7 separate regions of the Mus musculus genome follow, and regions 2, 3, 4, 5, 6 and 7 are each linked to region 1. The links are chromatin contacts, called in public HiChIP or PLAC-seq and promoter capture Hi-C maps. All regions are on one chromosome and are shown on one strand. Each heading gives the region's core, a stretch centred on a gene start, on an enhancer-like site or on the middle of the called end of the contact. The rest is flanking DNA. Distances are from core to core; before and after follow the strand shown.

Region 1 (2,705 bases), core at 102-2,601:
TCATCGAAACCTCAACCAAACAAAGAAAACAAGGAACAAAAATGCCAACCAATACCAAAGTTCCTTAGTGTGTTCAAAAGGCGGGGAACTAGGATCCTCTGGAAGGGATGTGTTAAAGTCCCTGAAATGTGTAAATTTTCTGTCCAAGCTGCTGGCCTCATCTACTAAGTCCGGTGTTTTGTTTGGGAAATGACCCTGGTCTGAACTCAGTGCTGAGTAAGTGAAATGCTGGAGTTATCGATCTGTCCTGGGAGCCGCGTTCCAACTGCTCCCGCTGCACTTGCTAAGTCCACCTCCCTCCAGGAACTGAGCTCTGCAATCCTCCAAGTTCAGGCTTAAGCACCCCCTCACCTCCGAGGGACACCCCTGGGCCCCCACACGGTGTACACGGGAGGCTGACGTAAGTAAACTCTTCTTTTAATCCCGCGGGCGGTCTCTAGCCTGCTGTCAAAGTCGTCCCAAATACCCTCTCTGCGGAATGAGCCTTTTCTGGGGAGGCGCAACCCGCAGTGACCATTCAAGTGCACATTCCTCTGGGACAGGCCGCCGGAAGCCGTAGCATACCGGGCACTATTTTCTGGTGCTGCACTTATGGAGGGTTGGCCCGGAGGCTCGCATTATCGCGGTCCCCCCACTCTCGGTGTGCACCCTGAAGTTTCCGGTGAGCATTGTTCAGCAGCCTGAGCCTTGGTGGAGGCGAAAGCAGAGAGAAAGGGCACACGGGGCTAGGCCCCGACTGCAGCCTGACAGGGCGCCCGCCGCACCACGCTCTCACCCCGCCCGCGTCGCCCGCGGCCCACGAACAATGCGCCCGCCCGCGCCGCACTCACCACCCAGGTCAGCGCCCCGTCAGAGCCCGCGAGGCTGGACTTGGCCATGGCAGCGCCTCCCGTGCAGGCCAGGGGCTGCTCGCGCTCCGGGGACGCCGGGCCCGCCGCTCGCACTGACCGCTGCGCGCAGCACTCCTAGCCGCGCCCCATCGCGGGCCCGAGCCGCTGAGGAGGCCGCGCTGCCCGCCGCCCTCAAACTCGAGCGCGGCGCCCGGGCCTACAGAGTGGTCGAGGACTAGGAAGGGCTGGCGATGCGGCGCGGCCTTCCGGGACCCACGCGGGCGATTGGGATCGCGGATGAGGGACGAGGTTGAAGCGGGCCGGCTAGGACTCGCGAGCCAGAGCCCTGACAGGAATGAGCCGCTGCTTCTCCTCAAGCCACCGAAGCCGCAGAGTCCTCGCCGCGGTCGCCGCAGCCTCAAAGGCCGCCACTGCCTCAAAACCGCCCAAGCGGCGTCTGAACCGGTCCTCCGGAGCACAGTCCAAGAGGGACAATAAACAGAGCCGCCGTGGTGGCCTCCCTTTAGTCCGGCATAACACGGCACACACAGGCGCGCTCCGGGAGGGGGAGGGTGCGGTGGTCACCGGCTGTCAGTCAACCATGGATCGTCCAATCACAGCCTTGTCACTACAGTACTTCGACCAATCCCAAAATTTCAGGCCCCTAGGGGGGCGGGACCCGAGGGGAAAACGTCATTGCGGGTAGCAACTGAGAGGCAGACTTGGGTTTTTTGTTTGTGTCTGAGAGAGAGTGTAAGGGAGAGCGAGGCGAGTGAATGGGGTTTCCGTCAGAAGGGAGAGCAGGCGGCTGTCAAGAGTCATTCCGGGGCATCCAAAGGAGCCGGGAGTCCTGGGACAAGGGCTGTGGAAACCTCCGGACTGTGTCCTGCAGACTTGCCGCGAGGCCGCGGGGGGAGCGGGAGCGGGGGGGGGGGGGGGGAGGGTTGGGGGCAGGGAGGCAGGAAGCCCTAGCCGCCCCCAGGGACTGGGCCCCGGAGGGAGCTAGCGAACTGCAGACGGGACCGTGCGCCGCCTAGAGCAGCCGGACCCCGCGCTCAGGCCCCAGGTTGCTGCTGCATCCGCCCGACCCCCGACCGACCGTCTCTCTGCCTTGCCCCTAAACAGGGCAAGCGGTCTTCAGTGCCACCAGTTAGGGAACTTGGGGTGCTAAGAGTGCCCAGAGAACGTTCCCGGGAAGGAATGCGAACGGGTCAGGACTCCCTTTTCTGGCTACAGACCTTTCCTCCCAACAATGCAGACAGGTCCCTGTCACTTCTCAGCTTTCAGGTACACATCATGAAATAGACTTTTTTCGTGTGGAAGCTTTCTAAGAATAAAATTTGCAACGCCAAAGCTTTTGGCAGATGGAAGAGCTCTTGACTTCACCCAGCCTGTAAATGGAATTGCATTCAACAAGTTCTCTTTGGGCATACTCCCAGCCATGCTCTGTCAGGCGTGGCAATGGGTTTAAAGGGACAACAGCCTCCTCCGACGTCAATCTTCCAAGAGTGACTAACAGGAGGACACCACACCGAAGAACTTTACCCAGCTAGAGCTAACAACTTTCTGTGAAAGTATTTCCTTGAGTCTCTCCGGCAGCTGAGTGCTTCCCTTAAGGGAAACTTTGGGGTCACACCTCTCAATCGCTGCTGCATTCTGAATCCAAGTGGGGAGCTCTGAAACACGGAAATCATTTCAATGTAGTTCTTAATTAGCTCTCTGGAGACCGTGGAATTTCAGTTTATTTGGGGATTCTGACTAAGAACACCAAAACCTTTCTTTACTTTGAATCTAGTGTTAAAGCTTATAAAGCGCTAGGCAGGATCTAAGCTGGGCTGCGCCCCTGACTCTAAAGCACCACAGTCATGTTACCAG
Region 2 (2,705 bases), core at 69-2,568, 2.0 Mb before region 1:
GAGGTAATTTAAAGTGGACCATGGAAATTCGAGTGCTGTTGTCTGCTCAGTACACAAGATCTCTGTGAACTTGGATGGCAGGGGTCTGTTCCCTTCAGGGTAAACGGCAAACTGGTAAGAAACTAAGTCCTAATTTAATGGTGGAATTAAAAAAAATAAATTTCGGTACAGTGCCACACAAGGAACAATTTAGTGGCATTGTTGTGTGATTATCCTAAAAATATTATTTGAATAGCATCATATTGGAGTAAAAAGAAAGTAGGGTGCTTTCTAGAACTTTTTTTCCCCATTACTAAGACTCAGACATATCTAATTTAAGAATTCCAAATCCTGAGGCAGGCGGATTTCTGAGTTCGAGGAGAGCCTGGTCTACAAAGTGAGTTCCAGGACAGCCAGGGCAAGTCCTGTCAAAATCATTGGCTCAAGGTTTATTTTCAGTGATCTTATAATCCCAAGCCCGGTCGTAGTTACCTGTCCCGAACCCCAATTGCATACATTAAAAAAAAAAAAGTCCACATCCTTTTCAATAACAAGTGAAAGGGGAAGGAGGGTGGTATCTAGTATAAAATTGCACATGCCTGGTGTCCTGAACAGAATCCCAGTCTGGGTTTTTTCTCACAGGCGTGACCTCTGCTCCAAGCACGTAATTGCCAGAGGGAGGAACAAGTGTCATCAGCTCAAAGGAAAAACCTGTTAGGGGTCTTTTCCTTTCCTTTCCTTTCCTTTCCTTTCCTTTCCTTTCCTTTCCTTTCCTTTCCTTTCCTTTTTCCTTCTCTTTCCTTTCCTTTTTCCTTCCCTTTCCTTTTTCCTTTCCTTTTCCCCCTTTCCTTTCCTTTCCTTTCCTTTCCTTTCCTTTCGTTTCTCCTTTCCTCTTTTCTTTTCCTTTCCTTTCTCCTTTCCTCTTTTCCTTTCCTTTCTCCTTTTCTCTCCTTTTCTCTCCTCTTCTCTTCTCTTCTCTTCTCTTCTCTTCTCTTCTCTTCTCTTCTCTTCTCTTCTCTTCTCTTCTTTTCTTCCATTCTTTCTTTTCAAACGAATCACTTTTGGGGAGGAGTCAAAGTCCTCGCCAGGAGAGTACCATCTTTTCCCCACACCGGCCCCCTCACTCCCCAGCCTTTTCCCAAAGCCCTCCTGGGAAGAACTTCCCCTGGTCACCCCGGGCTCCACCTGCCCCAGTGGCCCCCAATCCCGCCCGGTTGCCTCGGCTCCGCCCGGCGCGGCGTCCCCAGGCCAAGCCGGGGTCGCTCGGGGCTCCCGGGCCGCGGCCCCCAGGTGCGGCGGGGGAGGGGCGCGGGGCGGGGCGGAGAGGAGGAGTGGCGCGGAGCGTGTGCGGCCGGGGAAGCCATTGCCTGGTTAATAGTTGCTGTTGCTGCACTTCCGCTTCTCTCCCAGTGAGAGCGAGACACGAGTGGCCAGGCCCAGTCGCAGCCGCAGCAGCAGCCGCGGCGGCGGCACGGAGCAGCCAGACACAAAGAGAGGTGCGGGGGCCCCTCAGGGCGGGCGGGCCGCGGGGCCTGGGGCCGCGGGGCCGGGGGACGGGCGGCACCGCCGGGCCGCGGGCAGCAGGGCCGGGCGACCGGGATGGCGTGGCGGGCCCGGGCGGCGGGGGCCGCGCGAACTGTCAGAGCGGCCCGGTCCCCGCGGGGACCCGCCCGCCCGGGGCGCATTGTGCGCGTCGGCCTGCGAGCGCAGCCCCGCGTGGCCCGGCCTGGCCAGGAGCCGTGTCCCCGCGGCCCACGCGGCCCACGCTCGGCTTGCTCACCCACTCTCGCTGCTCGGCTCGTCCCGACCTCGCCAAACTCGAGCGGACGCCGGGAGGCCTGGGGGACCGCGGCGGCGGCTCCCGGCCCTCCCCGGGCCGCCCCCGCGCGATCGTGGCCCCCGTGTCTCTTCGGCCGGTGCGGCGGTGGGCCCCGAGCCTCTGCAGGCAGCGGGGGCGGCCCGGCCCGCGCCCTCCTGACAGCGGAGTTCCTTCCCTCTTTGCAGCGCCTGCATGGTCTGTGTTTCTGTTTTGTTTCCTCCCCCTGCAGGGGCCGTTCGCGGGGTGGGGTGGGGGGTTCGCTATGTCGGATGACGATTCGAGGGCCAGCACCAGCTCCTCGTCATCTTCGTCCTCCAACCAGCAGACCGAGAAAGAAGGCAGCACCCCCAAGAAGAAGGAGAGTAAAGTCAGCATGAGCAAAAATTCGAAGCTTCTCTCCACCAGCGCTAAGAGGTATCCCACTCCTTTCTCCACAGGCATCCGAGCTTCCCAGTGGCCTCGTGCTGCATGTCAGGGAGGGAGGCTTCAACGACGTTCTCGTGAGTTCTCAGGCAGGAAAATGGGGCATGGGAGTCCCACCTGTTTTCTCTACTGCTCGCTGCTTCTGGTTTTGTTAGTGCCCTCGTCCATATGCAGGAGTTGTGGTTGGCCTCGTCCGTTTCTTGTTGAAGTTTCAAGAATCCTCATTACTTTTATGAGTGACTCCCAATGTGATTTCAGAGTCTTCATCCTAGTAATCACGAATCTCTGACTTCCCGGAGGCTGTCATCATACTTCATTATTAAGAGTACCTTCCTGGGCAACTCTGTTAAAACTAGTTCTGACCATCTTTCTTCCTCTTCACCTGTTGCAGGGGTGGTGTTTTCTGAATAGGGTTTTCTCCATACATCGCTTAAGGAATAACTAACTCTCATTAGCGGTTAAAAGAATGTCATGTTTTCTGGCA
Region 3 (2,705 bases), core at 69-2,568, 1.9 Mb before region 1:
ACAGAACTTTTTGTGTATAAGAAACTAGCTCATGGCTGGAGAGATGGCTCAGCGGTTAAGAGCACTGACGGCTCTTCCGAAGGTCCTGAGTTCAATTCCCAGCAACCACATGGTGGCTCACAACCATCTGTAACGAGATCTGGCGCCCTCTTCTGGAGTGTCTGAAGGCAGCTACAGTGTACTTACATAACATCAATCAATCAATCAATCAATCAATCAGTGTACTTACATAAAATCAATCAATCAATCAAAAAAAGAAAAGAAAAGAAACTAGCTCATACCATGCAGTCGTCTCAGTTCCAGCTAAGGTGTGTGAGACAGTTTTACTTGGCATGTGTGCCTGTCTGCATGCACAGTGCAAAGCGCACACATCATGTGCTCTGCTCCAGGCAAGGCTTCAGTGAAATTACCTTGGATACATTATATGTTTGGATTTGAGTTAGGTCCCAGTCATTGTGTGTTTACTATAACCTCACGTTCAGTTACGCATCGTGAAGCATAACCTTGCATTTGCATTTCTGGTTACTAGAGCCTCTTACTGTTTCTCCATGAGCAGGCTCCAGTGTCTCACCACTTTTTTGAGTGTTTGAATCATACCATAGGTGTTAAATGATTACCAGGCTCCTCACTCCAAACACTAGCCTAGTTGAAGCTTTTACCTATAGCAATAGGAGGTCGTTTATAGAGAAGGTTTGGGATAGAGAGAGCTGGGTTTGGCCTTTACCAGTTAATAGTAGCTAAGTGGCTGTGGGTAGGTTAAGGTTACTTACCTTAGCTAAGTGGCTGTGGGTAGGTTAAGGTTACTTACCTTAGCTAAGTGGCTGTGGGTAGGTTAAGGTTACCTTAAGGCTCCCTCTGATTCTTGGATGCAAAAGGGGGTAAAATTCTTTCCAGAGTGGTATTTTAAAGAACCTGCTGTGACTTTGCTTTATCTAAAAATCTTCCTGGCTCTTTAAAGGCCTTGCATGATTTGGCCTAATTTGTCTACCCAGCAGTCAAACTTCTATTTTGTCTAGCACAGAACTCACCAGATCCTAAAGTCTAAGTGGGTAATTTGTAAACCGCAAGCTTGTTGTACTACAGTAAACACATGAGAATGTACTTTATACTTGCTACTCCGGGCCTTGCAGTCTTGTGTGGAAAGGCCACTGAACTCGCCTGCAGAACCATGTCTGTGGATGCCGTTTTGCCTTAGAGTGAAGGCTGGTTTTAGCTGGTGTCATTGTGATGGAGCCCAGAGACAGAAGCAGCTTGTGCTCAGAGCGGCAGATCTGGCTGGCTGGAGATGAACATTCTGTCCCCTGTTCAGGTTTCTGGGGACTGGGGACTAGTGCTGCAGCTGCTGCTGCTCCAGGACTGGCAGCCACCCCTCCTGACAGATGTCTTGCCAAGAGAGTCTGAGTGCTCTAATTTTATCACTTTAGCAGTGTCTTGCCTGGTAGTCCTCACTCGAGTGGTCATTGTCAGCATGAACACCCACTAACAGAATTTCAAAGTGGCAACTGTGGATGGTGCATTTAGTTAACTGTACTAGGAGAGGTATGTAGGAGAGAAACTGCAGTTTAGTGGCCATCCAACAAGTATGTCTTACCTCAGTCTCCTGCTCATGTCTTAGACTTGTGAGCCCTGGCTCTTTAAAGAACAGCCCAACCAAGGGGCCAAATAAACTCTTTTGAAGTAATTCTGTTCCTTAAAATTAATTTTCTCTTTATAAGCCACAAGCTAATCTGCATGAATCTGTAGGGTGTGTGTAAGGGCATGGTGTCCATGTCAGGTGGCTCCTGCAGTCACTCTCCACCCTTACTGACTGAGATGGGCTGAGCCCAAATCGTGTGATGTTGGTTAATAGGCCAACATGCCCTGGAAAGTCGCCTGTCTCAGCCCACCATGCTGGGACTACTTGTGTACACTGTCAGTCTGGCTTCATGAATGCTGGCCATCTGAATCCCAGGCTGCACACGGGAAGCACTTCATTTTCTGAGCTGTCTTCCTGGCATGTTGTTTGTTACCTGTGAGAAGTGTTTTGTTTTGTTTTGTTTGAGAACGGCTTCTCTGTCTCTCAGTTTATAACTCAGGCTGTCTTTCAACTTGCAGAACTTTGCCTGCTATTGCAGGAATGCAGCACCACATCCAGTTTAAAGGATTTTCTTATCAGTTTCTGATATCCACACCTCCCTCTGTTTATCCTTTATGGAACATTTTTCCTGTTGTTTGTTTGTTTCTTGAACCTTCTTTTTGCATTTTAATGTTTTAGATCTCAGCTGACTTTCCCTGGAGGTTTTGAAATCTGTGCTTTTACTTTTAATTTCCAGAAGGAAAAAAATATTTTTGTCTTGAAATTTCCTTTTCTCTACAATTTTGGTTTCCTGTTGCTGGCTGCCCTCTAGTTTTGGTCATTGAATTATATTTTATAGAGGCACTGTACTCCTTGGTTGTCTAATGCAGATGTAATACCTGTATTGAGAGCTGGGCGTCCATCTGGGAGCTGAGTAGAGGAAGAAAACTGAGGGTCTTATTGTCCACAGCACCTCTCTCCTCATCCATATTAATGACCTTGGTATTGAGTCTTTCCTATTGTTTTTTCCCCCATCTCTAGAAGATACAACCAGTTAAGTGAAATTTCTGTTGCTACTTAACAGCTTACTGCAAATGTAGCAATTCACAACAATGTGCACATTTAGTAACTTGGGCCGGTTTGGCTCAGT
Region 4 (2,705 bases), core at 90-2,589, 1.9 Mb before region 1:
GCCCCCAGGGTTCAGTTCCTAGCACCTACATGGAAGTTTTCAACCACTTCCACCTACCTCAGTGGGCCCCAGGTACAAAGGTGGTCGTGCACAAACATACATCCAAGTAAACACACATAAATAAACACACATAGCCTAAAAATAAACGTTAAAAAATTTTTGAAGACTGTCCTAAAAGAATTCATATCCTTCACTCCATGCTAACTTGCAAGCTCCACCAGATGTGCTTAAAAGAGAAAAAAGTCAGTTACTGCCCCTCCCCCCCCCCCCCCGCACCCCAACCCCACCTCGTCCAGGCTCCACTTGCCAGGACGCTGAGACACTGTACCGCTCAATACCCCTCCACTCCTTCAATGTGTGTCCTTTACACTTGGCATCAAAAGCAATACATAGCATAGTGTTAACGCTTGCTCCCAAGGCTAGAACTTGTATGTTGTCTGAGCTGCATCACCAGCAGCTGAGACTGAGCTCCACGCATATTAAGCAATACATCTGTTGAATTTTTAAATAGGACAGGTGAGGACTCTTAAAATGCTAAAGCTGCCATTTATTCTAAAAGATAAGAAGAGCCACAGATTGATGGAAAAGGTAAACATGATTCCCAAAACCTTTGCCACAAACAAGCGTAGTTTATTAAAACCACACAACTGTATGAAAATAGAAAATTCTGGAACTACAAAAACTCCAATACACCATTACTTCTCAATAAAGAACGCAGTGCAGAATGCCAGCATTTCTTCCTGAAACGGGTCATGGCAAATGAACAATTTGCTATCCTAAAAACGCCTATAAAATCAAGTCCCCGGGCACCTCGGAAAATTCAGAGGGGGACGGGCACCACAGTCCACCCACTAGCCTGGTTCGCGCAAGTCCAAAGTCCCTGGCCGGCCTTAAGGACACGCAAGGTCCACGCGTACCACTTCGCCTACGACCAAGTCACGGCCGTCCTGCGGTCACTGTGCTCCGAGATCACGGAGCGAGGCGCCGGTGGAAACACCAACCTGACACTGCAGGGCAGTGAGACAGCAGCACGCAGGTCACCGCGGTCCGAAGGCGTCCCTCTGGAGCCGGTCCCCGACCTGCTTCCTCCGGCCCCTTGACGTGACGTAAGCAAACTCGCCGCCTCTCACTTTCCGCAGCCTTGGCAGCTCAGGAGCACTGCTGAGAGCTTGGGAGAGCATCCGGAAGCGGCGGGCTGTCCCAGCCTGACTCCGCCCACCAGGTTGGATGTCGGGACTACAAGCCCCAAGAGGCACAGTGCGGCTACAATGCCCCACCGGAAGGAGGGTCGCCGGGGTGGGAGGAGGAGCCACAAAAGGGATTGTGGGAGAAAGCCTTCTTCCTTTCCTCTGGCGGCAGCCATCAGGTAGGGCGGCGGGGTGGTGTTTGTGTGTCTATCCGTCGCGAATCGCGCTAGTCTTCAGCCATCCGACCCCGGCGACCCTACGGCCTCGGAGTTTCTGCCTCGCACGAGCGCCTAGTGAGGATACGGGGTGGAGAGGGTACGAATACGCCGCCGTCCGGGAGGCTTGAGAGACGCAATGGCGGCAGGATCCGAGCTGGGCCGGGGACTGAAGGAGGCGTGGGATGGAAGCGTGGCCTCGGCTTGCCTCTCATCAGGCCGCCCGGGTGGGACGAAGCTCTCCTGGTCTTACTCGCGGTGGCGGTTATAACCCTGCTGCCAGTTCTGGCGGCCTCCGGGAGTATGGAATAGTCAGTCCCGCCCAGCCGGCCCTGCGCCTTGCTGCCTCTGCAGAGCCCTTCTCATTCCCGGTGGACGGTGGGGCTCCAGGAAGGATGGAGAGGCCGTAGTCAATGTCCTTGACAGCGATCGCTCTTTCGATTTGCTTCTTCCTCTCAAAAGGTGAGCCAAGATGGGTGCATACAAGTACATCCAGGAGCTATGGAGGAAGAAGCAGTCCGACGTGATGCGCTTTCTTCTGAGGGTCCGCTGTTGGCAATACCGCCAGCTCTCTGCGCTGCACAGGGCTCCCCGCCCCACCCGGCCTGATAAAGCTCGAAGACTGGGATACAAGGCTAAGCAAGGTGCGTGAGGTCACGATGTGGGTGGTCTATAACACTCCCAGAAAAGTCGGCGGGCCTCAGTTTGGAAGTGCCCCCCCCCCCAAAAAACCTGCCTGATTTAGCTATGCTAAATGTGATATAGGTTACAGATATACTTTAGTCTACATAGTCTATCTTTGTAATTAAAAGGAAGCATTGGAAAGTCTTAACTTAGTCTAACGTATTGGTGGTTGGGTTGTTTTGTTTGTTTGTGTAGGCTATGTCATTTACAGGATTCGTGTCCGCCGTGGTGGTCGTAAACGCCCAGTTCCTAAGGGTGCAACTTACGGCAAGCCTGTCCACCATGGTGTTAACCAGCTGAAATTTGCCCGAAGCCTTCAGTCTGTTGCTGAGGTGAGTTGTTGGGAGTATCGATTGTCTTGACAACCCATTAGGAATGGTGGGCTAGGAAGAAACGGGGAAGCCGGTGGAGTTTCCCTCGGTATAAGGTGGGGATGGAGTTGTTTTGTACTTAGTCACTATCGGTACTCATTGTTACTGTTTTGCTTGAGGATGTGCGGAAAGGGGTTTGGGTTTCTGGACTAGTTTCTACAGACCCTATGCTTTTGGAAGACTGTAAAATTTTGGGCCATTCTGTTTTATTTACATTGCTAATATTCTGTGATCAGTTACTCTTAGGT
Region 5 (2,705 bases), core at 153-2,652, 1.9 Mb before region 1:
ATCTGGGTCAGAGACCTTATGAGACCCGGGCAGAGTTCTTACTCAGCTGAGCAGATTAGGGGAAGACCGTGGAGTTTTTCAGTGTTGAGGCAGAGTCATAGGGTCTATTTACTGTTTTAAAAATAACTGCTGGGGAGAAAAGACTGTTGGAGCCGACTCCAGAGTTGTTGCAGCAGCCCAGGCTAGACCGGATCTAGACTCACAGCCATGGCTCCCACCCCAGATGTGTTTGGGGGGAGAACAGCAGAGGTATTGTGAGGGTAGTCTAGCTCAACTTGCTAAGGATGAAATAGAGTATAAAAAGCAGCGATTTCTCGCCTGTTAGAAACGTTTAAATTGCTGATTTCAGGCTGATTAGCTAACAGAAAAGATTGCTATTGGTGGAAAGTGGGGAAATGTTCACATGTAAACTTGTCTATCTTACGACATGCTCCAACATTCTATACCTAAATATTCCTGGGCAAACTGGGATGCATTTTGCAACGGTCATACCCAAAGCCTAAAATTTCATATAAACTGTCCTATCGGTGCCAATATCTGTTAGCTCATTTAAAATATATACCTTAAAGCACATCTTCCTGGATTCACCTCAAGCACGTATCTAATTTGTTTCCATTTTCAGTTTGCTAGAAAATTTACATGCAAGGTGAAATGCACCAGTCTGTAGTATACTTTTGCTGAGTTCTAAAAATGCATGTACACATCCTAAATGAGAGAGAGGTCAAGGGACATTCCTAACCCGCTGATGGATATGGGAATCCAGAGCTGAGATTTTCGCTGGAAATGTGAATGTGAGGATCACCACAACACAGGTTTATTTAGGTGATGAGCCTGGATAAAACACCTAAGGTGATAGGAAAATGAAGGGTTGACTCCGGAAGCTAGATGTTGAGAGCGTTGGGCAGGAGACGCCAGTCAAGCTCAGAGTCCTGGAAAGCTTGGCGGCAGTAACCATGTGGGACCATGGAGGTGACCAGATTGGCTTGTGCTAGGGAGGAGGGAGCAAACAACCTCTAGCAGCGGGAGATCTGCAGGCAAGGGATAAGCGGCTGCGAGACAGGCTGGGAAGGAGGGAGGGGGGTGAGGTGAAGTGGGCGGGGTCGGTGCTGGGAGGAAGGCCGGGCCCGGCATGGCAGAGGGGCGAGGCTTGAACAGGAGCAACGGGAGGGGACGGGGCCGACGGGCCAAGTCCAGGGAGAGACGTATCCAAACAGAGGGGGCGGAGCCGGGAGAAGGGAAAGTCCAGAGCCAGAGTGTAAGGAATGGAGGGAAAAGGAGAGGGCGTGTCTGGGGAGGGGCTGGTGGGTCCACGGATTGGAAGAAGAGGTCAGGACCGCTCGTTGGGGGCGGAGCCTGTATAGAGGAAGTGGGCGGAGCCAAGGGTAGGAGCGGGAGAGTCGAGGAGAGGAGGAGCGGGCGGCCTGAGGAGGAGGAGCGGGCGGAGTCACCGCACCGCCGGCGGCGGCGGAGGAGGGGGGTGTGCGCGGATCACATGGTCGAGGAGCCCTCCAGGTCAGCTGCCGTGCCCGCTGCCGAGCCCTGCCACAGGAAACTGCTGTGCCGCGCTTGTGCCGTGCGGCCCCCAGGAGCCGCCCGCACCCGGTGCTCATGATGTGGGCCCGCGAGCGCCACCGCCTGCAGTCCCGGGCGGCGCGGTGAGGGCCGCACCCTGTCCAGCGCCATGGAGCTGAACGCAGGTAAATGTAGGAGGGAGGCTCGGGGGTCAGGGATGCGTGTCTGTGCGTCCATCTCGCGTGGGGTTGCTGGGATCCCGCACTCGGGCTCCCCGCGCGCCGGACGCCCCCCTCACATGGCCCTGCCGCACTGGCCACGTGCACGGTGTGTTTACGTTCGGCGGCGCGGGCGCTGGTTGGCTGCGCGGGCGAGTGACGCAGCATTACATAATGCGAGCTGGGTGGTGGCGGGCGGAGACACGTGAGGCCGCGGGGCGACCCACATTACCCGGGGCCGGAGGAACACGTGGGGGCGGTGCCGCGGGGGGAGCCCATAGTCTGCGCGAGGCCCCGCCCCCGGGGCCTCCGCCGTGACGTGGCCTCGGTCCCGGGTCTCCCGCTGTTGCCCACTGCGGGGCCCGCTGCGCATGCGCATCCGCCGCAAGTTCGGCGCTGGTCCCGCCGCAGTGCGCGCGGCAGCCTGCGCGTCCCCGGGTGACCCCGGCAGGGCTGACCTTGCTAGACAGGGAGTGCGTAGGTCGTTCTCGCTCAGAGTCTTGCGGGAGTCGCGCAGCACCTTCCGGATGGACAGCGTGTACAGAGCAATTCGCTTCCAGGGGGACTTAGCCTAGAAGTCCTTTTAAGCATGGAGGGGAGGGGAGGGGCTTTTCTGCTCGCAGCTCGCTCTGATCTGAGGACTGGTGATCTAGGATTTCAGAACCTTACGTAAAACTTTTATTTACGTTAAAAACGTTTTAGCTTCGCGCCCAAGAGTTTGAGGCAGATGGCGGCAGAAAGTAGCAAGCATGGGCTACTGTGTGAGATCCTCACTCAAAATGCCCAAAGAACAAAATAACCCCTTTTGTTTTCAGGACTGACTTTGAACCCCCAAAAGACATGGTCATATAATACCTAACCTTCCTCGCTTCGCTTTAGTCGACCGCAGTGATGACCCTTATACCTGAAGCAAATGAAGTTTTCATTTTGAATATTTTGAGTTCTTTGCACTTTTAAAAACCATCGCAGTTCTAA
Region 6 (2,705 bases), core at 53-2,552, 1.8 Mb after region 1:
GTGCTTCTAGCCAATCAGTGGGTGGTGGTACTATGATGCTTCAGTTAAAATTGTGAAGGAGGCTATCTTCTGTTCCTCCTCAGCTAATGAGCTTGTTTCTGCAGCTTCTACTTCAGGTGTGCTCTCTTGGGCAACTTGTCTAACATGCCCCTGATATGTACCCCTATAGGGATCAGTACCAGAAATGATAAAGGGAGTGAGCCAATGAAAGACATCCATCATCAAACATCCAGAGTTCTGTGTAATTGATATGACCACCTCATACAGGCTCTGGTCTTAGGAAATTGACAGGAATAGTCCTAGGAATGTCAGATGGGTCAGGAAACTACACCTTGTTCCATACACTGGAGCTTACATCTCTGCTGGGGCTCTGATACACTGGGCTGAATAGCTGTGGGGTTTTGATTTTAGTTTTAGTTTATATCTAAATTATATTTAGATAGATTCCCAAATATTTCTTGTTGTTGGAAGTTTTACCTTCCCTCTTTTCCCTTTGTTCTTTTATTTTGCTTAGTTTCATTTTGTTGAGACAGTCTTGTTATGTAGCTCTGGGTGGCCTCAAACATGCTATACAGGCCAGGCTGGCCTCGTGCTTGGCATCCGCCTGCCTTAGGGTAATAATTACAGACTCTACATAGGTCCTGGCTTCTTTCTTTGCTTACGAGTCCAATTCCTTGGTCAACCACAGTTAGCTTTTTTAAACTCTCTAGAAATGATTTCCCGAAGAAGATTCAAAATTGAATAGGTAACTTAAATTCTTGAAACCTATCTACCCACTGGGGATATGAAGCCCAGTAAGGACTTAAGCATTTGAGATGCAGCCATCCACTGAATCATCTAGACTGAGCTCCAGGGTAGAATATATTCTCTTAACTCCATCTACCTGTTTGATTAGATTCTAAAATCCCCCTAGGTAAAATTCAAGGGGTCCTTCCCTGCGTCTTCTCTGCCTTGACAACTCCATATTCCGGCATATCTCCATAGGCATCTCTGACATTTAGTGCTTCTTGTCAACTTGACAAGGTGCCAAATCACCTGTGAGACCACTCTGTGGGCATGCTTGTGAAGGGCTATCTAAATTAGGTTGGCCTCTGGCCATGCTTATGCGTGATTATTTATATTAGGTTAACTGAAGTGGGAAGACCCACTTTACTGTAGGTTCAACCGTTTCATGGGATGGAGTCTGGATGCATAAGGATGAAAGTGAGCTGAACGTCAGTTTTCATCATCCCTGGCTTCCTAGCAAATACGACAAGCAGTCTCAAGCTCTTGCCACTGTGACTTCCTCTCTGTGGTGAATTACATCTTCCTCAAATTATAAACTGAAGCGAACTTTTACTCTCTTCCATTGCTTCTTATCCGGTATCTTGTAGCCAGTAAAAAGAAAGTAACAGAAGCAGCAACTTTCATGTGGTTGTCTATTTGATTTATGTAGGCTAGGGAACCAAATCCCTGTGTCTTGAGCTTGGTGGTCAGGTTCCCTCACTGGTCAGAAAATCTCTCTCACGGCCAGCTGAAGTGTTCTCTACTATACATCAAAACTCTCTTCCATTTTGCCTGTTCTAACCAAGCTCTTACCAGCCTGTGAGAGCCAGAGGGCACAGTGGCTCCTCATGGGCCATCCAGTGGAAACAGCAGAAGCAGCTGCAGGGGGCTGCAGCTCATAATGGGAAATGCAGAGTTGAGCAGATGGATCTTACATTTGGAGGAAATGCCTTCACATGACCTAAGTTCCTGCTCTAAAGAGAACCATTCACACAGCAGAGAAACCATAGCGCTTCCAAAGGACAGAGATGTGCTTTGTTCTCTCTCATCCTCTCAAGTAAGGCACAGGAAAACTCAAGCAATGGCAGGGCTTCAGCTCAAAAAGAAATGTGAAACAAGTTCTATCTGTGACCTAAATGGTAGTATGCATTCTTTCTCTCTTCCTTTTTACAACCACAGGACAGGGGGAGAATGGTAGTAATTTAGTTCTCATTAATAATAATGACCTTTATCTCCCAAGGAGGCAATTATTCCTTACAATCTTATTATAGTTTCAAAGGGCATATCACATCTCCTAACAATTTCTGGTACGTAAACACATTTGAGCAAACATTCCATCATGTTCCCTTCCTGTGTTCCTTCATGCTTTTCTTATCCTTGCTTCTGTCCTTCTATTTTCCTACCGTCCTTCCTCAGCCAACAAACTTTTGATGACATGACAAGATCTCAAGTGAGCTTACCAAAATTCAATTCAATTCAGCAAATGCTTGTTGGCTTCCTTTCCTGGGCATAGGTATGTGCCCTCAAAATGAACTACACAAACATCAGCCCTTAGAAGCTAATGATTTTAGGAGAAAAATAAGCAGATGAATCAGAAATAACTAAAGTATAAAAATTACAGTAAAAATGCAACCATAAGGGACAAAGGAGACCGCTCAGTCTGCAAAGTGCTTGCCATGTAAACACGAGGTCCTGAGTTCAGATCCTAGAATCTTAGACTCCATGTAATGTTGGACATGGCAGTGTGCACCTACAGTCTTATCCTTAGGGAATCAGAGGCAGGTGGATCTTTGGAGTACATTGGCCAGTCAGCCTAGCCTAATTTATGAGCTCTCTGTTCAATGATAAGAGAGCCTATCTCAAAAAATAAAGTGGAGAGCAACTGAAGAAGACACCTGATGTTAATTTCTGGTCTGTATGCATGTGCACACATGTGTACC
Region 7 (2,705 bases), core at 151-2,650, 1.7 Mb after region 1:
GGGAGACACGCCCCAGAGGCTTGATTCTTAGCTATACCAAACATTGAACTTAGGAGCAGAATGAGCTGCTGTGATAACATCTGACACTATCTCATTGGTCCCCTTTCTGAGAAGGTGTACTCAATATTAAGTAAGATGCAAGCTGAATTATTCTGGAAAGAGCAGATAGATAAAGTTAGCCAGAGACAGGTTTGTTAGCCACAAAGACACAATTAGGTGTGTTGATTTGGAATAGGCCTTGAGTGTCTCTTACATATATGTGTGTACAAAGTAATTAGTTCAGGAGTTCATTTGTAATAACCTAAGATACTTATCTTGAAAAACAAGGCAGTGTGACTCAAGAAAGAGCTCAGCAGTTAAGAACACTTCTTGTTCTTGCAGAGGACCCAGGTTTGTTTCCCAGAATCCTCATGGTGGGGGTCAATTATCTGTAACTCCAGTTCCAGGGGGATATAGCGCCCCTTCTGGCCACAGGAAGCAGTTTCTCCACATTCTGTACTAGACATCTATTTGGGCAAAACACCCATACACGGAGAATATAAACAAACAAACAAACAAACAAACAAACAAACAGCAAACTCAAGAAAACAAGACATGGATTCTGTTTACTTTTAAATGTCAATGCCCCAGGAAGACAGCCCCAAGTTTATCTGTTTTCCTCTTTGTAGTGAGGTGATGAGGTGCTTTCTCCTATAAATGAGAGAGGGAGCAGGTAACACTCTTTTCTTCCTCAGTGGTCAGGCTGAGAAGCCCCAGGCTTGGTTTTCATGGTCCAGACATTTCAGCCAAGTATCTGTACAGGCACCTGTATTTATGCTGTATTATGTTTCTATGTATTTATGCTAGGAATGGCAGTCTCCTGCTGCATACAAAAGGCCCAGTTTCAAATTTCAATCTCCACATTCCACTGGGCTGAAATTCAAAGCTTTTGCGGGTCTCCCTGAAGGCTTCTGGCTCAGTTGGGCTTGGACTGTGGACTCGGCTGCCCTGCCAGCCCCCCAGCCACAGCCACCTATTTTTACTTTGGCCACTCTTTCCGCTTGCCTAGGTCACATCCTTAAAAGACTCAGCCGTTCTCAACTCTCTTCTTCCTCTTTCCCGCTGTAGTTTTCAAATCTTACACACTTACCAAAGAAAGAGCGAATCTCAAAGTAAAGGCGGACGTATAAAATCAAGCCACCAACGCCCAAGTCCCACTTCTAAACGCCACAGATATTTGTTTCTTTTTACTCATTGCACCCCCCACCCCCTCCCGACTGAGAGGAGCAACGGCAGGAAGGGTGGTGACTCAAAGCCAGAGCCCCAAAAAACAAACACCCACGAATGACTCAGAAGCCGGAGCCGGGGAGATTCCAAGGTTTTCCTTACTATAAAATTCATGTGTAGACAGCACCACTGGACCTGTGGGCTCCTTAGAGCCTCGCCACCCCGCCCCTGAGAGGGAGTTTACTGGGTCAGAGAAGGGTGGATAGGACTCGAATTTCTTTTGCCAAATGTCGAGAAAATCCAACATATCCTGTATGAGTCAAAGTGCTTCGCATCTGCTTTAGAGTCTTAGTCACTGCTCTCGCCCCCTTGACTTAATTGTGATTTTAATTAGATGAATGCCTTAGAAGAGGAGGTGGAGGCCTTTCATCTAAAGCGGGGTTTTTTTTTTTTTTCCAGGCTGTGTGGTCTTTTGTTGGCTACTTGGATCTTATAATGATAAAAGGATTACTTTTATTTTAGCACTCCCCCCACCTCCCTCCCCACCCCTGCTTCGCGAAAGTTTAAAGGACCTGAACTTCGAATTTACATTTTTTTATGCCAAAGATGACGGTTTTGTGACAAAACGCTTTGAATTCCCGAGATGAAAGAGAACTCATAAAGAGAAGTTAGCCTCGCTTAATTTCTAAGCAGCTTTTGACATACATGTGTAGACAGATGTAATTCGAGGCAGCTGAGGTTAACTTCTGTGCGCTCCCTCTCTCTAGCCGAATGGAGCGACCTCTTCCTTTCACTCCTCTTCCTGAGCCAGACAGAGCCTATGTGGCCACAGTCAGGCTTGAGTAGTGGAGACACGGGCACCCGCTCCGAGCTCACACCCCGGCCCAGTGCTTTGGCGGGGCTGTGCTGTGGGGGTGGGCACTGTCTCCTTGGGGAAGGAAGAAAAGTGTAGGTCAGAAGGGCAAAAGCGTTCGGGAGGTCTTGCTGGCTTGACTTCCAAAGTCTCCCTGATTGTTGGTGTGATTCTTAGCTTAGGAGACACAGTGTTTGTTAGTCATTCACACTGGGATGATATTTAAATATCCCCAAGAGATTTGGAAGTTGCTTTTGTTCCTACCTGCAGTAGGCACTATCTGTTTCACTCCTGCCCTGTTTCTTCTTAGTTTCACACGTTACTTAACACACACGTGCAACAATGGGTTACCGCAGGAAAATGGAAAATTCCAGCTGTTATTTAAACCATGGGATCCTGAGGGTCCTGCTTAATGTTTCTTTTACCTTTTTTTGTGTTTTCAGGAGAAAACACAAAGGACTTGAACTTGCTCATTGGCTTTCTCTAAGGTTCGGAAGCAACCGAGCTGTACAGTTAAAAGGCAGATGAATGATAATTGCTATCTTCCAAGCCAGTTGATAGAGTCTGTCTGTGGAGGGGAGGTTTAGCTGGCGCCCTGGCTTGGATGTGAACCCTACAGGCTCCCATATTCATTTCGAGCTGATAG

What was found. Promoter capture Hi-C pulls out the DNA fragments that hold promoters and counts their contacts. HiChIP or PLAC-seq counts read pairs in DNA pulled down with a chosen protein or histone mark.
Region 2: a contact with region 1 is called in a promoter capture Hi-C map of liver, with 9 times the contacts expected there. The contact joins the promoter of Ube2e1 here to the promoter of Top2b in region 1. A contact is called at or near these places in 6 of 39 promoter capture datasets (cranial neural crest, frontonasal cranial neural crest, hippocampal neurons and 3 more), 1 of 115 datasets of contacts at active chromatin or transcription factors (astrocytes) and 1 of 9 other capture datasets (adipose tissue).
Region 3: a contact with region 1 is called in a promoter capture Hi-C map of hippocampal neurons, with 3 times the contacts expected there. The contact joins the enhancer-like site here to the promoter of Top2b in region 1. A contact is called at or near these places in 3 of 39 promoter capture datasets (hippocampal neurons, neutrophils and pre-B cells) and 5 of 115 datasets of contacts at active chromatin or transcription factors (astrocytes, embryonic forebrain, large pre-B cells and 2 more).
Region 4: an H3K27ac HiChIP or PLAC-seq map of double positive thymocytes shows a contact between it and region 1, with 6 times the contacts expected there. The contact joins the promoter of Rpl15 here to the promoter of Top2b in region 1. A contact is called at or near these places in 9 of 39 promoter capture datasets (the HPC-7 cell line, cranial neural crest, embryonic stem cells and 5 more), 2 of 484 Hi-C or Micro-C datasets (B cells and uterus), 6 of 115 datasets of contacts at active chromatin or transcription factors (double positive thymocytes, embryonic forebrain, embryonic hindbrain and 3 more) and 1 of 9 other capture datasets (liver).
Region 5: a contact with region 1 is called in an H3K27ac HiChIP or PLAC-seq map of microglia, with 8 times the contacts expected there. The contact joins the promoter of Nr1d2 here to the promoter of Top2b in region 1. A contact is called at or near these places in 11 of 39 promoter capture datasets (the 3T3-L1 cell line, the C10 cell line, the HPC-7 cell line and 8 more), 7 of 484 Hi-C or Micro-C datasets (CD4 T cells, LSK cells, cardiomyocytes and 3 more), 12 of 115 datasets of contacts at active chromatin or transcription factors (astrocytes, cardiomyocytes, embryonic forebrain and 8 more) and 2 of 9 other capture datasets (adipose tissue and liver).
Region 6: an H3K4me3 HiChIP or PLAC-seq map of pro-B cells shows a contact between it and region 1, with 5 times the contacts expected there. The contact joins the enhancer-like site here to the promoter of Top2b in region 1. A contact is called at or near these places in 3 of 39 promoter capture datasets (the C10 cell line, embryonic stem cells and hippocampal neurons), 3 of 115 datasets of contacts at active chromatin or transcription factors (fetal liver, large pre-B cells and pro-B cells) and 1 of 9 other capture datasets (liver).
Region 7: a contact with region 1 is called in a promoter capture Hi-C map of pre-B cells, with 6 times the contacts expected there. The contact joins the enhancer-like site here to the promoter of Top2b in region 1. A contact is called at or near these places in 4 of 39 promoter capture datasets (embryonic stem cells, hippocampal neurons, pre-B cells and 1 more), 4 of 115 datasets of contacts at active chromatin or transcription factors (embryonic stem cells, epiblast stem cells, large pre-B cells and 1 more) and 2 of 9 other capture datasets (adipose tissue and liver).

Annotation. Positions count from the first base shown.
Region 1 is chr14:16,363,852-16,366,556 of GRCm38.p6, reverse strand. Top2b (topoisomerase (DNA) II beta) reads right to left here and starts at 1,351. Exons shown (of 36, transcript NM_009409.2): 1 at 831-1,351. The coding sequence starts at 878.
Region 2 is chr14:18,330,457-18,333,161 of GRCm38.p6, reverse strand. Ube2e1 (ubiquitin-conjugating enzyme E2E 1) reads left to right here and starts at 1,318. Exons shown (of 6, transcript NM_009455.3): 1 at 1,318-1,475; 2 at 2,028-2,212. The coding sequence starts at 2,061.
Region 3 is chr14:18,302,079-18,304,783 of GRCm38.p6, reverse strand. All of the region lies in intron 3 of Ube2e1 (ubiquitin-conjugating enzyme E2E 1), which reads left to right. It overlaps Gm41098 (a long non-coding RNA gene), which reads left to right. Exons shown (of 2, transcript XR_874229.3): 1 at 1-793; 2 at 832-2,705. Among named protein-coding and RNA genes, the nearest start is that of Gm41098, 5.8 kb to the left of the region's middle. Within about 2 kb of position 1,318, at least 60 of the 459 cell types and tissues checked have an H3K27ac peak or open chromatin away from gene starts, as enhancers often do. A contact at or near this core is called in hippocampal neurons, where this site is marked.
Region 4 is chr14:18,269,620-18,272,324 of GRCm38.p6, reverse strand. It overlaps Rpl15 (ribosomal protein L15), which reads left to right and starts at 1,339. Exons shown (of 4, transcript NM_025586.3): 1 at 1,339-1,366; 2 at 1,865-2,046; 3 at 2,282-2,418. The coding sequence starts at 1,875. Nkiras1 (NFKB inhibitor interacting Ras-like protein 1) reads right to left here and starts at 1,189. Exons shown (of 4, transcript NM_023526.4): 1 at 1,002-1,189.
Region 5 is chr14:18,237,803-18,240,507 of GRCm38.p6, reverse strand. It overlaps Nr1d2 (nuclear receptor subfamily 1, group D, member 2), which reads left to right and starts at 1,402. Exons shown (of 8, transcript NM_011584.4): 1 at 1,402-1,697. The coding sequence starts at 1,682.
Region 6 is chr14:14,598,773-14,601,477 of GRCm38.p6, reverse strand. No RefSeq gene overlaps it. Among named protein-coding and RNA genes, the nearest start is that of Slc4a7, 100 kb to the left of the region's middle. Within about 2 kb of position 1,302, at least 57 of the 459 cell types and tissues checked have an H3K27ac peak or open chromatin away from gene starts, as enhancers often do. A contact at or near this core is called in pro-B cells, where this site is marked.
Region 7 is chr14:14,631,961-14,634,665 of GRCm38.p6, reverse strand. No RefSeq gene overlaps it. Among named protein-coding and RNA genes, the nearest start is that of Slc4a7, 70 kb to the left of the region's middle. Within about 2 kb of position 1,400, at least 282 of the 459 cell types and tissues checked have an H3K27ac peak or open chromatin away from gene starts, as enhancers often do. A contact at or near this core is called in adipose tissue, embryonic stem cells, epiblast stem cells and 4 more, where this site is marked.